2 separate regions of the Muntiacus reevesi genome follow, and region 1 is linked to region 2. Evidence: chromatin contacts called from public Hi-C data. All regions are on one chromosome and are shown on one strand. The core of a region is the stretch at or near the end of the contact, and the rest is flanking DNA. Distances in the headings are between cores, read along the strand shown.

The links. A called contact is a pair of places that touch in the nucleus more often than the background predicts.
Region 1: a Hi-C map of muscle shows a contact between it and region 2, with 4 times the contacts expected there. The contact joins the promoter of RSF1 here to the promoter of INTS4 in region 2. A contact is called at or near these places in 2 of 3 Hi-C or Micro-C datasets (blood and muscle).

The regions. Positions count from the first base shown.
Region 1 is chr5:17,704,088-17,710,733 of mMunRee1.1, reverse strand. It overlaps RSF1 (remodeling and spacing factor 1), which reads right to left and starts at 1,733. Exons shown (of 16, transcript XM_065937197.1): 1 at 1,341-1,733. The coding sequence starts at 1,527. AAMDC (adipogenesis associated Mth938 domain containing) reads left to right here and starts at 1,914. Exons shown (of 4, transcript XM_065937195.1): 1 at 1,914-2,050.
Region 2 is chr5:17,575,317-17,581,287 of mMunRee1.1, reverse strand. INTS4 (integrator complex subunit 4) reads right to left here and starts at 3,522. Exons shown (of 23, transcript XM_065937194.1): 1 at 3,369-3,522. The coding sequence starts at 3,422.

The sequences.
Region 1 (6,646 bases), core at 484-2,983, 130 kb before region 2:
ACTGTGGCCACCTAATACGCATAAAAAAGGGGAAAAAAGGACCTATTTGGACAACGTTTCTTCTTCAGCCACGGGCTGTTCCCAGATAAAGGCTATGCTCAGAGTACAACAACAACAAAAAACCCTTCTCTGAAAAAGAGAGGAAAGATCGGGAATAAACAGGGAGTGAGTGTACGCGCTCAGTGAGGGCTGAAGGCAGCAGGCGCGGCGCGGAGATGCTCCAGCGAAAAGAACCAGCAGCAGCAAGCAGCAGCAGGAAGTTTCAATGGGCCGGGCGGAGCATGCGCCCTGCACCCGCGCGGTGGCCTTATGTGGAAGGAGCACCACTTGCGAACACCAATAATAGACCGGCGGCACCAGAGAGAGAAACATGAGCAACAAGCACCTTCTTCAACTGTTTCCCCCTCCGTCTGAGCCCCTCCTCCATCCTACATGCTAAACACCCCACCCTACCCTTCAAATGGGAGGGCGACTTCTTCCCCTAAGCCTTACTGCCAGAATGAAGGGGGAAGGGACTGGAAAAGTGGAAAGATGCTTTTCTATTATTTGGGGGGGGGGGGGGGGGAGGGGGGAGGCAGGAGGAGGAAAACTATGGGGGATGAGAAATTAACCCTCTGCCCACCAAAGCGGAGAAGCAAAAGCGACTTCACCACCCCCGCAAAGTGAGAATGTTAGAGGACCCCCTTCCCCTGAAGGAGCAGCAAACCTCCCGACTCATAGGAAGGAGTTTTGGGGGTTAAAGCGGCCCTGGAGGGGAAGGGAAAGGAGACCTGAGCCGACTCTCTCTCGGGGGAGTTCCCACTAGAGGGAGGGAGAGATGAAGTGTCCTCTGGCCCCCGCCCACCCAGGTGGAGGGAGAGAAAGGGGCGCCCAGAGAAGACGAGCCCAGCCTCCCCCGAGATAGTAGGGAGGATGGTGGGAGGAGGGGAGGGAGCGAGGGAGGGGTAGAGGAGAAAAGCGCAAAGCTGGCCGGAACCTGCGCTCCCCTTCCTCCGCCACCGAGAGGGAGAAGGGGTGAGGGACCCGGCCCACACCGCGGGGTAGCAGCCCCGGGTGCGGCCGACCAGCACAATGATCCCCCCCACCCCCCGCGCCCAGCCCAGACCCAGACCACGACGCCCCCACCTCTGCTGGGCGACGGGCGGAGTTGGCCCTACGGGGCCTCCGCCCCGCCTCCTCACTGCCCGAGACCCCCGGGGGCTGGGCGGAGGAGACGGGCCGCGCGGAACTGCGCCTCAGCGGGAGGACAGAGCCGCGGAGGCCCGGGGTGTCTGTGGGGAGCAGAGAGAAGGAGCAAGCCAGGGCCGCTTCCCGCCGGGCGTTCGGGCCCCCTCGCTTACCTTCTCCGTTGCCGACGTCCGGCGGCGGAGCTTGCAGCACCCGCTCGAGCTCCGGGAACGGCAACTCAGGCAGGTCAAGCAGCGGCCCGTAGCGCTCCAAGAAAGAGCAGACTACGGCGAAGTTGGGACACGAACCCGGGCAGCCCGGAGGAGCCATCGCCGCCGCCGCTGCCGCCGCCGCCGCCATTTTGAACTGGAGGATGGAGGAGGAGGAGGCGATGGGGGGGTGAGGGGAGTTGGGGTGCCGAGGAACAGCAGGGCAACCTTACAGACGACAGGAGGCGCTAGCAAGTGGGCGCCCCTGCGGATCCGGGCGTCTCAGGCACGGCGCCGCGATCCCACAATACAACGGCGGTCCAGAGCAGTCGAGAACCCAGTCAGACGGAGGAAAGAGAGGCGCTCCGTGCCTTTCACTTTCCTCCCTCTTCCCGCTCCTCCCACTTCGGGCTTGCCACTGCCTCGTGTGACAGGGGGAATGAAAACAAGGGCTGCGGGGCAGGGAGGCGGGGCTGGAAGCTCGGGAGGCGGGACTTTGGGGGGCAATGACCAATAGACTTGAAGGGGCGGAGCTTCGCTTGAAGACTGGCCGAAACATTCTTTTCCGGGCGGGGCGAGTCGGGGGGGGAGAGCGTCTAGCGGAGACCGCCTGAGCAAAGGTGAAAGGTAAAGCGCTGAGCGGTTTGAGATCGCCGCTCCTCGGAGGGTGTCGGGTAAGTTTGGGGGGCCACTCGTGGGACTGCAACTGGCCACCAGATGGTCGGGAAGCTGAGGAGAGCGAATAAAGAGGAGAAAAAGAGCAGAATAGAAAAAAAAAACACACACAAAAACGATTCTGAGGAAAAATTGGAGAGGGGAAAAGTAGAGACGTGCCCTGAGTTGGGAATTGGGATGGAAGCTTTGTAATGAAGGAGTCTCTGTGAAGTTTGCTGAGGTACAAGTACTGCACCTGCTTGAAAGCAGTGTCTGAGAACTGGGGGACAAGGGCCTGATGGAACGAGATTCTGCCGGGATCTCCAGTCTGAGGAGTTGGGGCCGTGGTAGGAAATCCGGGGTTTGAAGGGACCAGGCTCTTCTCAGGGAGCAACGTTTGAGAGGATTGGGCCCTCCTGAGTTTGCCAGGGTGAAGGGCGAGGGGCCCTGTTAAGGACTGAGATCTTAGGGAGCAATATCTGTAGCGGAACCAAGATCGAGGGTGGACTAGGACTGCACTGCACCTGGTAGGAAATTTGTTGCAAGGGCAAAAAGTTTGTTAGAAGACAGAGTTCTGCTTCGTTGGGAGAAGGAGTGAGCTTCTTTGTGGGAGAGGTTCCCACAAAGAAGCTCAGAAAAACCATAAGTAATGCAAAGCAGAATGCAGCTTGGGATATAATGTGCATTATGGTTGAGAGTCTGGACTTGGAGTACAGCAAGACTTGTCCTAACAGAACCACTTCACGACATGGGGGAAGATTTTTTCATTTCTTTGAACCTCTGAAGTTGGGGGGGGGGGGCGGTGACGGTAGTACCTACATCATAAGATTTTACTGTATAATTCACAATAAATTGATTAGCACAATGCCCTGGCACATTGTGAGTGAAAGTCGCTCAGTCGTGTCTGACTCTTTGCGACCCCATGAACTGTCCAGGGAATTCTCCAGGCCAGAATACTGGAGTGGGTAGCCATTTCCTTCTCCAGTGGATCTTCCAACCTAGGCATCCAACCGGGGTCTCCTGCATTGCAGACAGGTTCTTTACCAGGGAAGCCCCTGTCACATTGTAAATACTTAAAAAATATTGCTTGCTACTATTGAAGAAAATTCCTAAAATTTAGATTGAATTCAGTTGTTTGTAATTGATAGTTTACTACTTTGAGCCAAAAATTGCAGTGTGCATTTAAAATTTATATATTATCTACTTAATAAAAGAATTTCAAAGTATAATATAAATCATAGGACAATTTATAATTAAAAGGAAAATAAAGAAATATATGGCATCATCAACTCAATGGACATGAATTTGAGCACATTCCGGGAGATAGTGAAGGACAGGGAGGCCTGGTGTGCTGTAGTCCTTGGGGTCACAAAGAGTCAGACATGACTGAGCAACTGAACAACAAAAAAAGAAATATATAGGCAAATAATTATATTGGGAACAGAGAAAATGATTACCACATTAAAAATTAAATTTTCCACATTTCTAGGTAAAAAAGGGAAAAACCATAACGTTCTATGTCAGACTACTAACTAAGGAAAGAATTCTCATTTATCAAGACAAAGAAAAATTTTATATTATAAGAGGAATTTATTAACTAGAATACTGATTCTTAATCCTGAATAATATACCAACCCTTTTTAAAGGAAAAAAATGTTCTTTTAAAATTTACAAATACTCTTGAGAATTCCAGTTTAAGAAGTACTGATTAAATAAAGTCTACACAACAATGTGATTGTCCTTCATGCCATTGAACTATGTGCTTAAAAATGGCTAAAATGTTAAGTTTTATATTATATCTATTTTGCCACAATAAAAAAGTTTTTTAAAAAAGAAAAGTCTCACTTTAGGAATATTTCTATGGTGATGAATTATCCTAGCAAAAGAGAAGTTTTAATTTAATGTGTGGTAAAATGTTATAAGCAACACCAAAATGAAACAGTACTAAACTAAAACATACATTGTATAACACAGGGAATATAGCCAGTATTTTATAGTGAATTTAAATGTAGTATAACTTAAAAATTGTGAATCACTGTGTTGTGCACCTGAAACATATAAAACTATACATCAATGATACCTCAATTTAAAAAAAAAAAACTAAAATATATTGATAGAACTCTCAAACTCCCAACTCAAACTCTCAAACTCTACCTGGGCTCCTGAACTCATCAGTTTTGCAAAGATACAAAAATCTTCATAAGATCATAACTTAATTGACCTTAAATGAAAGGCAGGTACACAATATTAAATAAAATTGAATCTTTATGAGTGAATTTTGATGGGGAGAAAAACCTTCAAACCAAAAGAAAGACTTATATCATTTAATAACACTACCCCTGCCTCTTTCCTATTTCTTCACTTTCAGCTTTTCCAGCACCTTACCTGCTCTCTTGGGATTGTAAAAATAGCTTTCAAAAAACAGCTTTATATAATTTTTTCTCTTCTCAATGCTGACACTGTTACTCAAGGGGGGCCTGATAAATAAGGTTAGAGTTTCTGCCTTTTCTAATCAAGATTGGCATTAGAACAAAGTCCTTGGGCATCAAAAGTTATATCCACCCAAAAGATAAGAGATGTTTCATTACAAAGCAAGGTTTAGGTCAGATGTTCACTAAGTCTATTCTTAGAAAAAAATAAATAATAAGCACCCATAATACCACATCTCTTCTTTCCTTGGGCCAAAAGAATTTGTGGGTTATGGGGAAGGAAAAAAAAAAAAAACACTTAAGTTTTCATTCAGAATTAATAACCAGTTTATTCAAAATACCAAAAAGAAACAACAAATGCTCATCAGAAGAATGGGTAAGTAAATTGTGATATAATCTTTCAACAGACTACTGCTCAGACTGATACACACTGATACATATTACAACATTCATGAATCCCAGAAGCATTCTGGGTGAAAGAATAAAGACACAAAAGAGTAGGTACTTAATTTCAACAACATGAAGGTCTAACCAATACGTGGGAACAGAAATTAAAAGCTACTTTTGATCTTAGAAGGGGATTGATTAGAAGGTTGCACAAGGGAAATTTCGAGGTACATTCGGTATCATGTTTGGCAAGTTTATACATTTGTGAAAGTCTTTGAACTCAATAATATCTGCACTTAATTGAATATAATTATGCTTTAATTTTAAAATTTAATGACTTAGCCTTCAATTTTCTCAAATTACATTGATAAGAATCTGCCTTGTAACAGAATAATTTACACATATTTCCATCTCACCAACATACTATCTTTGCATTTGTTGCACAATTTTTTTTAACAGATATTATAAGCCTGTCAAATGTATATTGAGGTGAATTGGATTCGATCATAGAGCCAGTTTGGGAATTCCTAGTTGGTGATGAACAAATTTACTTGGTGAAAGTCGCTTAGTCATGTCTGACTCTTTGCAACCTCATGGACTATACAGTCCATGGAATTCTCTAGGCCAGAATACTGGAGTGGGTAGCCTTTCCCTTATCCAGGGGATCTTTACTTAGGTTTGTTAAAACTCACTTTTAAAACAATACTTTTAAAAGTATGTGTTATATGTAATGAAAAAGCCAGTATCAACAGATGTAAGAATCTCATGTTCTTCAAAATAGTTTCTTAGGAAAATATATGAAAATAAGAAGTAATATAAACAAGATTTAATCCAGCCATTTTCTGTTTCTTTCTCTTAATGATAACTGAATTCTCTGTTGCATAGAATTCTATTCATTGAAGAATCACTTTTGGAAGTGTCTTACCATCTTTTTTCTTAAGAGTTAGCATCTGTCTATTCTTACTTCTTAAAAGCATGGATGAAATTGATGAATTATTTCTCAGGTGAAATGATTATTTTTACTGAAAGAGAAATTATGTTGGCTTTTTTGTAGAAATGTATAAATTTGTCCTAGTATTAATATGGAAGTGCAAGGAACCCAGAATATCCTAAACAGTTTTTTAAATGATCAACAGAGTTGAAGGTTTCACCCTTCCTGGTTTCAAAAAAAAGAGAAAATTTTATAGTTAATTGCATGTCTTCTCTCTCTAGTGTAATATTAACTGTTCATCAAGAATCATGTTTTATAAACTTATGTCTTCCTCCCATAGAACCAAAAACAGTGTGTTTATGTCCTTTGTTATATAATGCATTTAAAAATGGATTAGTAGTTATTAATATTAGGTAGAAATATCATTTGTTATTGTCTTTATTTGTAGATTAAATACAGTTTAAGGACAGGTATGAGGTACCAAATTAACAAGGGGTGAAAGTGAAGTGACTCAGTTGTGTCCGACTCTTTGTGGCCCCATGGACTGTATGTAGCCTATCAGGCTCCATCGTCCATGGGATTCTCCAGGCAAGAATACTGGAGTAGACCCAGGGATCAAACCCAGGTCTCCCACATTGCAGGCAGATGCTTTAACCTCTGAGCCACCAGGGAAACAAGTGGTAGACATGGTTAATTTTGTGTGTCAGCCTGGCTGGGCTATAGTACTCAGTTAATCCAAACAAATACTAACCTAGGTGCTGCTATGAAGGTGTTTTGTGATCTAGTCAACATTTACAATTAATTGAGTTTTAAATAAAGGAGATGATCCTCAGTACTTTTGGAAGCCCTCATTCAATTAGTTGAAAGAC
Region 2 (5,971 bases), core at 2,273-4,772:
CTATCTCTTAGGATTGCTGTAGCTTCGGGGTTAAGAGGACACAGAGGATCTGTTCCACTCTTTATTAGAAGAGAAATCTCAATTCAACAAATATATTCAGATTGTACTAAAGCACTTACTAGGCTCACCTTCCCTCCTGAGAAACCCAGAACTGACAGGAACAGCCTATAGCTTACACTAAGGGAAAAAGTCTTCTCACAACAGATGACTATTTTCACCCAAATCATTCTACGTTTATCAGAAGAATGGACCGTGTAGGGAAAAAACGCATTGCCATATGCCTAGCTAACTGCAGCTACTTAATAAATGTTTACTAAATGACTGATGTGGAATTACGTGAGATCCAACTCTGCTGCTCTCTTCTAAGGATGTCATAATTCCCAGTTTCATCATCTATAAAATAGGAATGATGACCTACCGCTAGCCTTTCTTAAGCCTCATCTGAACCACAGAACACACAAAATTAGCTGAGTAACTATTTTCTTGATTCTCTCAAGGATAGTGCATAACTAGAACTATTTCAGACACATCTGTTACATATGAGTGTCCAAAAGTTCATGTAAAAGGGAACCTTCACTCCAGGGCTTAAGTAAGGCCCTGGTGGGTAAACATAGAGAGGATCACAACATAAGATCAAAGTCGTAATCAATAACTTTCCTTAACACTTGATGCATCATAATGATACCTTGAAGAATCATCTCTTTATAAAATTACACCTCCACAAAGACTAAAGAGTCGGATTATTCTAGACGGGAACATGGCACAGCATGATAATAAGACTAAGGGCTCTGAAATCAAACAAATTTGAGTTAAATTATCACTTGGTAGCTAGAGGTCTTCTCCTTCTATAAAAAGGAATACAATACTTACATCACAGATATACCTGAGAAGTCTAAACTACAATGGCTTTATTGTACAAACACATCATATCCACCACATTCATATCAATTCTCTCTCTCATCTTCATGGCACAGGAAAAATAACAGAAGCACTAAGATCTCATTTCATTACTCTGTGGTAACCATTCACAAGCAATGAAGAGAAAAAATGAGCTCTTAAAATCCTTACCCATTTCCATCCTATTCCACACAAATTCATTCTTCAGTGTTATCAGCAGTTAGGCCAAAAAACTATAAGATTTTTTCCCCTAAGGAGCACATAAGGAGAAGGAGAAACCAACATCTGCTATCATTCAACCATCAATATTTTAGTGCGCCAGGTCCTATGGTCTATCCAGGGAACACAGATGAACCAAGCGTTACCTCTGCCCTCAAGGAGCCCAAACTGGTAGGGAGAAACAAATACTAGTAACTCCAGTAGCACTGAGTGATAAGTACAAATAGATGAGTGCTACAGAAGGAGGGGAGGAGAGACTAAAGCAAAAATGTAAGTCCACTGGGTGGAGAACAAAAAGAGAGCGAAGAATGACATCCGTTCTACGTAAAAGAGACAACAGATACAAATGTTTGAAAAGGTCCAAACACACGGCGTGCTGGAGGAGGGATGAGTAGTCTTGGTAAGAGGGAACAACAGAATAAAGAAAAGAAGTGACACTGCCCAACAAAGTGAATGTACTTAATGTCACTGAACTCCACACTTAAAAGCAAGCCACGGAAGAGGGAGCTCTGTAAAGCTTTCCTGAATCTTGACTCATTCTAAAAGTTCAAGAAAACGAATTTCACATAAAAAGGAGCAACAAGAGTGACAAGGTAAGTATAAAAGTTATTTTCAGGAAAAAAAACAAGAATAAGAAGCCAACTAACTTCCCTACACACAATGGAAATATGCCACACACAAAACAAAAAAACAAAAAAGGCAGTGAAGGAAAACTGTTAAATCATGAAGGGCAAGGGAGTTTGGCTAGTTTTCACAAAAAGTAGTTGTAAAAGAGTAACAGAGACTTGGTTTGTCGATGTAATTATCTCTCTATACTACACTCTCATACATGGTGCTCCACATCTCCCACTCGCCTGTGAGTTCCAAAAGGACAGGGACCCTTAATGTGTATTGGATTTTATAGCTCAGCACCTTTCACCATACCTAATATTGAAACATAATAACCACTCTAATTCAATAAACTCTTGTTGAAGAATGAAATACTAAATACTAAATGAAATACTTAAGGATCAAGCGTCCTGCTGCATGGTCTAAATCTTGCTAGGCCACAAGTCTATGGATGGAAACCTGCTATTGGCTGGCATTAACCGGGGGCTTTTCAGAAATGCAGATTATTGCCTTGCCTCCCCCAGCCAATTCATTTACTAAGTAGAATCTACATTTTCACAAGAGCCCAGGTGATTTGGATACACAAAGTCAGGGAAGCAGGACACAAGGTATGACTTGGGATCAACCTCTACTTTGGCGATCTCTCTGAGGAAATACATAGAGAATCGCTGACTGTGGACACAGTTTGGGCCCCTCAGTCCTGAAACAACTCCAAAGGAGGAAGGATGGTACTGCCCTCCTTTACAGGTGAGCTATAAAAGGTTGGTGGTGAGCTGTTCCACCAAAGAACATTTCAACCCCTATGATGCCTGTGACCCTTGCCTGCTGTGACTGGGTCTTGAGGATTCCTAAAGACTCCTCTCCAACCCCTTAGAGCGCTGCACACAGCCAACTTGGCTTTGGACGCTTTTTTGGTAATGAGAGTTGGGAGGAAATTTGTCAATACCCTACTAGAAGTCTCAAAGACCTCATTTGTAAAAGAAAAATGCTAATGAACTGTAGCGTTTGGGGAAGCCTCTTGAAACTTCCTTGGACAGCAAGGAGATTAAACCAGTCAAACCTAAAGAAAATCAGTCCTGAATATCCATTGGAAAGACTAATGCAGAAGCTGAAACTCAAATACTTTGGCCACCTGGCGCGAAGAACTGACTCAGTGGAAAAGACCCTGATGTTGGGAAAGACTGAAGGTAGGAGGAGAAGGGGACGACAGAGGATGAGATGCTTGGATGGCATCACCCACTCTATGGACGAGTTTGAGTAAACTCCGGGAGTTGGTGATGGGCAGGGAGGCCTGGCGTGCTACAGTCCATGCGGTCGCAGAGAGTCAGACACGACTGAGCTGCTGAACTGAATGAAACATGAATAAAATGAGATAACAGATAAGATACTTTGGTAAATTGTAAGGTGCTGTTTGCTTCTTCTAATAGTTTTTTTTAGTGTCAGACTGCACATGTTAATACTGACAACAGCAGCGGCCAACGAACACGCCCACTACAGTGTAGTCAGAGAGGCAGCCTACCGAAGCTCTGGTAACACGGGCACTCTACCCAGCTTTGTGGCGCCAGTTCTGGCAAAGTGTCTGGGGCGTGGATAACCTTCCCCTTTCCCAGACCAGTCCTGGGACCTTTCCTTCTAGAGCTTACCTGAACCACCTTAGTGAACTCCTCATAAACCCGCTTCTTCAGATGGGCCGCCATGGTTGTCCTTCTCAGCTTCCGTACCCGACGAGGCTAGCGGGGGCAGAGGATACGGAAAAACTTGCCCAGAAGGGAGGAACCAGCCGCTGTCCCACAAGGCAGTGGGGTTCCGGGAAAGAGAGGCCGCTTCCGGCCGCTCGACTGCCTTGTGGCTGTGCGTCCGGATTTAGCGACCTACGCCTGCTGCGCGGGAGGAACGGAAACCGGAGCCGGAGCGTAGCACAGGGGGCGGGGCTTCTGGCAGAAGGAGGCGGGCCGGAAAGGCTGGAGGAGCCAACGGGAGCTTTCTGTTGGGTTTGAGTGACGGAGAAAATAACAGTGTTTGGAAACGGAGCCGGGGTGGAGGGAGGGGGGTGAGTTCTACAGTGTAAAGGGCAGAGGTGGAGCTATCCAGAGCTAGAGAGAAAACCTGGAGCTGTATGAGGATTCGAGAAGGCAATGGCAACCCACTCCAGTACACTTGCCTGAAAAATCCCATGGCTGGAGGAGCCTGGTAGGCTGCAGTCCATGGGGTCGCACGGAGTCGGACACGACTGAAGCGACTTAGCAGTAGCAGTGTGAGGATTCTGACTCAGAAGATAACATAAAGAGGTCAAACTGACAGCTCCATCATCCATTGCTGTTCTCAGTGTTTGCTATCTGTCCCCTGTGCTCGCCTTTTGATCGAGCTGTTGCTCAAAAACTGAGTTTGCCTTCTGGTTGGTGTCAAGCCTGAAGACCCAACTAACCAAAGTTCCAAAGAAGTAAAGACATATTACTTGCAGCAATTAAGGAGAGCACAAGCAATCTTCCCCCAAAGCAGTGTCTCCAAACAGCAAAATTGGGGACGCTTTAAGCTAAGTGTTAGTCGCTTGGTGGTGTCCAGCTCTTTGAGACACCATGGATTGTAGCCCACCAGGCCACTCCATCCATGTAATCCTCCAGGCAAGAATACTGAAGTGGATTGCTGTCCCCTTCTCCAGGGGATCTTCCTGATCCAGGGATCCAGCTCAGGTCTCCTGCACTGTAGGCAGATTCTGACCTACCTCAGAAGCCTAAGGGTGCATGCATATTCATTCATGAAGGGGCTTGAGCAGAGGAGAATTCAGCATTGGATTGGGGCAGAGGTCTACAGGGCCCAAGCTTTAGTTGATTGAAGTCAGGAGGGTCGACATCGGCATTCCATCTAACACGTGAGTGGGGAACATTAGTTCTTAGAGAACTCAAAGACATATATCAGATTGTTACATATATCTTTTAAGGAAAAAGCTGGGTTTTGACTGCAAGGAACAAGAAAACTTGTTTCTTTTGTTCCTGCATTCCCTCACTTCTCTCAAGATAATTAATTACTGAGACCTGTTCAAGGACAAGCATTGTGGTCAGGCTTAGATCAAACAATGGCTTAAGCCCAAAATGGCTTTTCTTACATCTTTTTCTAGGGACCCCCCCCCCCCCCGCCACCCTATCTGCTTACAAAGTTGTATGCCACCCCTCCAAACCTCTCCTGGTGTAGGGTACTTCTTCCTGCTCTTTCACTCCAGTTGTTGAAAAGCTAACTATCCTTTAAGGAATCAAGCCATCATCTGATAGCTAGGGGAGAGTGGAAAGAATTCTGAGGCCAAGGATCAAGCAACAAAGCTTCAGATCACACAACTCAGATGAGATTTGAACTCAGCCAAAACTCTGATGGGGACGTGAACCCATGAGGTGGGACTTGAACCCACTGTCTTTCAGTTAAAATTGCTCACCTTGTATCAGAACTTACTGAAGCTCAGGTTCTTTATGTCTCAGCATAGAAAGATTTCAGCAAGAAGCAAAGTGATAGGTAAGCAGTGGATTTATTTAGAGAAATACACATCCCATAAACAGAATGTGGTCTTTCTCAAAAGGCAAGAGCAACCCTGGGAGGAACAGCCTCCACAGACAGAGTGGGTGTCAACTCATAAGATGAGAATCCCTGAAATATGAGGTGATTAGTTTTTATGGCCTAAGTAATCTCATAGACTAATGAGTGGGAGGATTACTCCAACTATTTGGGGGCAGGGATGGAATTTCCAGGAACTGGGCCACCACCCACTTTCTGGCCTTTTATGGTTGGGCTCAGAACTGTCATGGTGCTAGTAGGGGTGTCATTTAGCATATGCTAATGTACTACAATGAACATATAATGAGGCTCCAGGTCTACTGGAAGGTGAATCTTCTGCCATCTTGGACCTACTTGGTTCTAACCAGTTTATGTTTTATCCTCAATAGTTATGTCATTATTTTTATTTGTTTGTTTGGTTTTTGGCTGTAACATGTGACTTGCAGCATCCCATTACTCTGACCAGGGATTGAACCCAGGCCACAGCAGTGAAAGTTTGGAATCCTAACCTCTGGGCCACCAGGAAACTCCTAGCTATTGTCATTCTTTTTTTTTTTTTTTTTTTTTTTTATTGTCATTCTTTTAAAGGTTGTGCTCTTCCCCCTTCCCTTCTGTTTCACTACAGCGGGCACTTAATGAACAAGTAGCCTCAACTACAATTGCAGTAACACCTAACCCAACAAAGAGGTAGTGACAGTGGAATGAA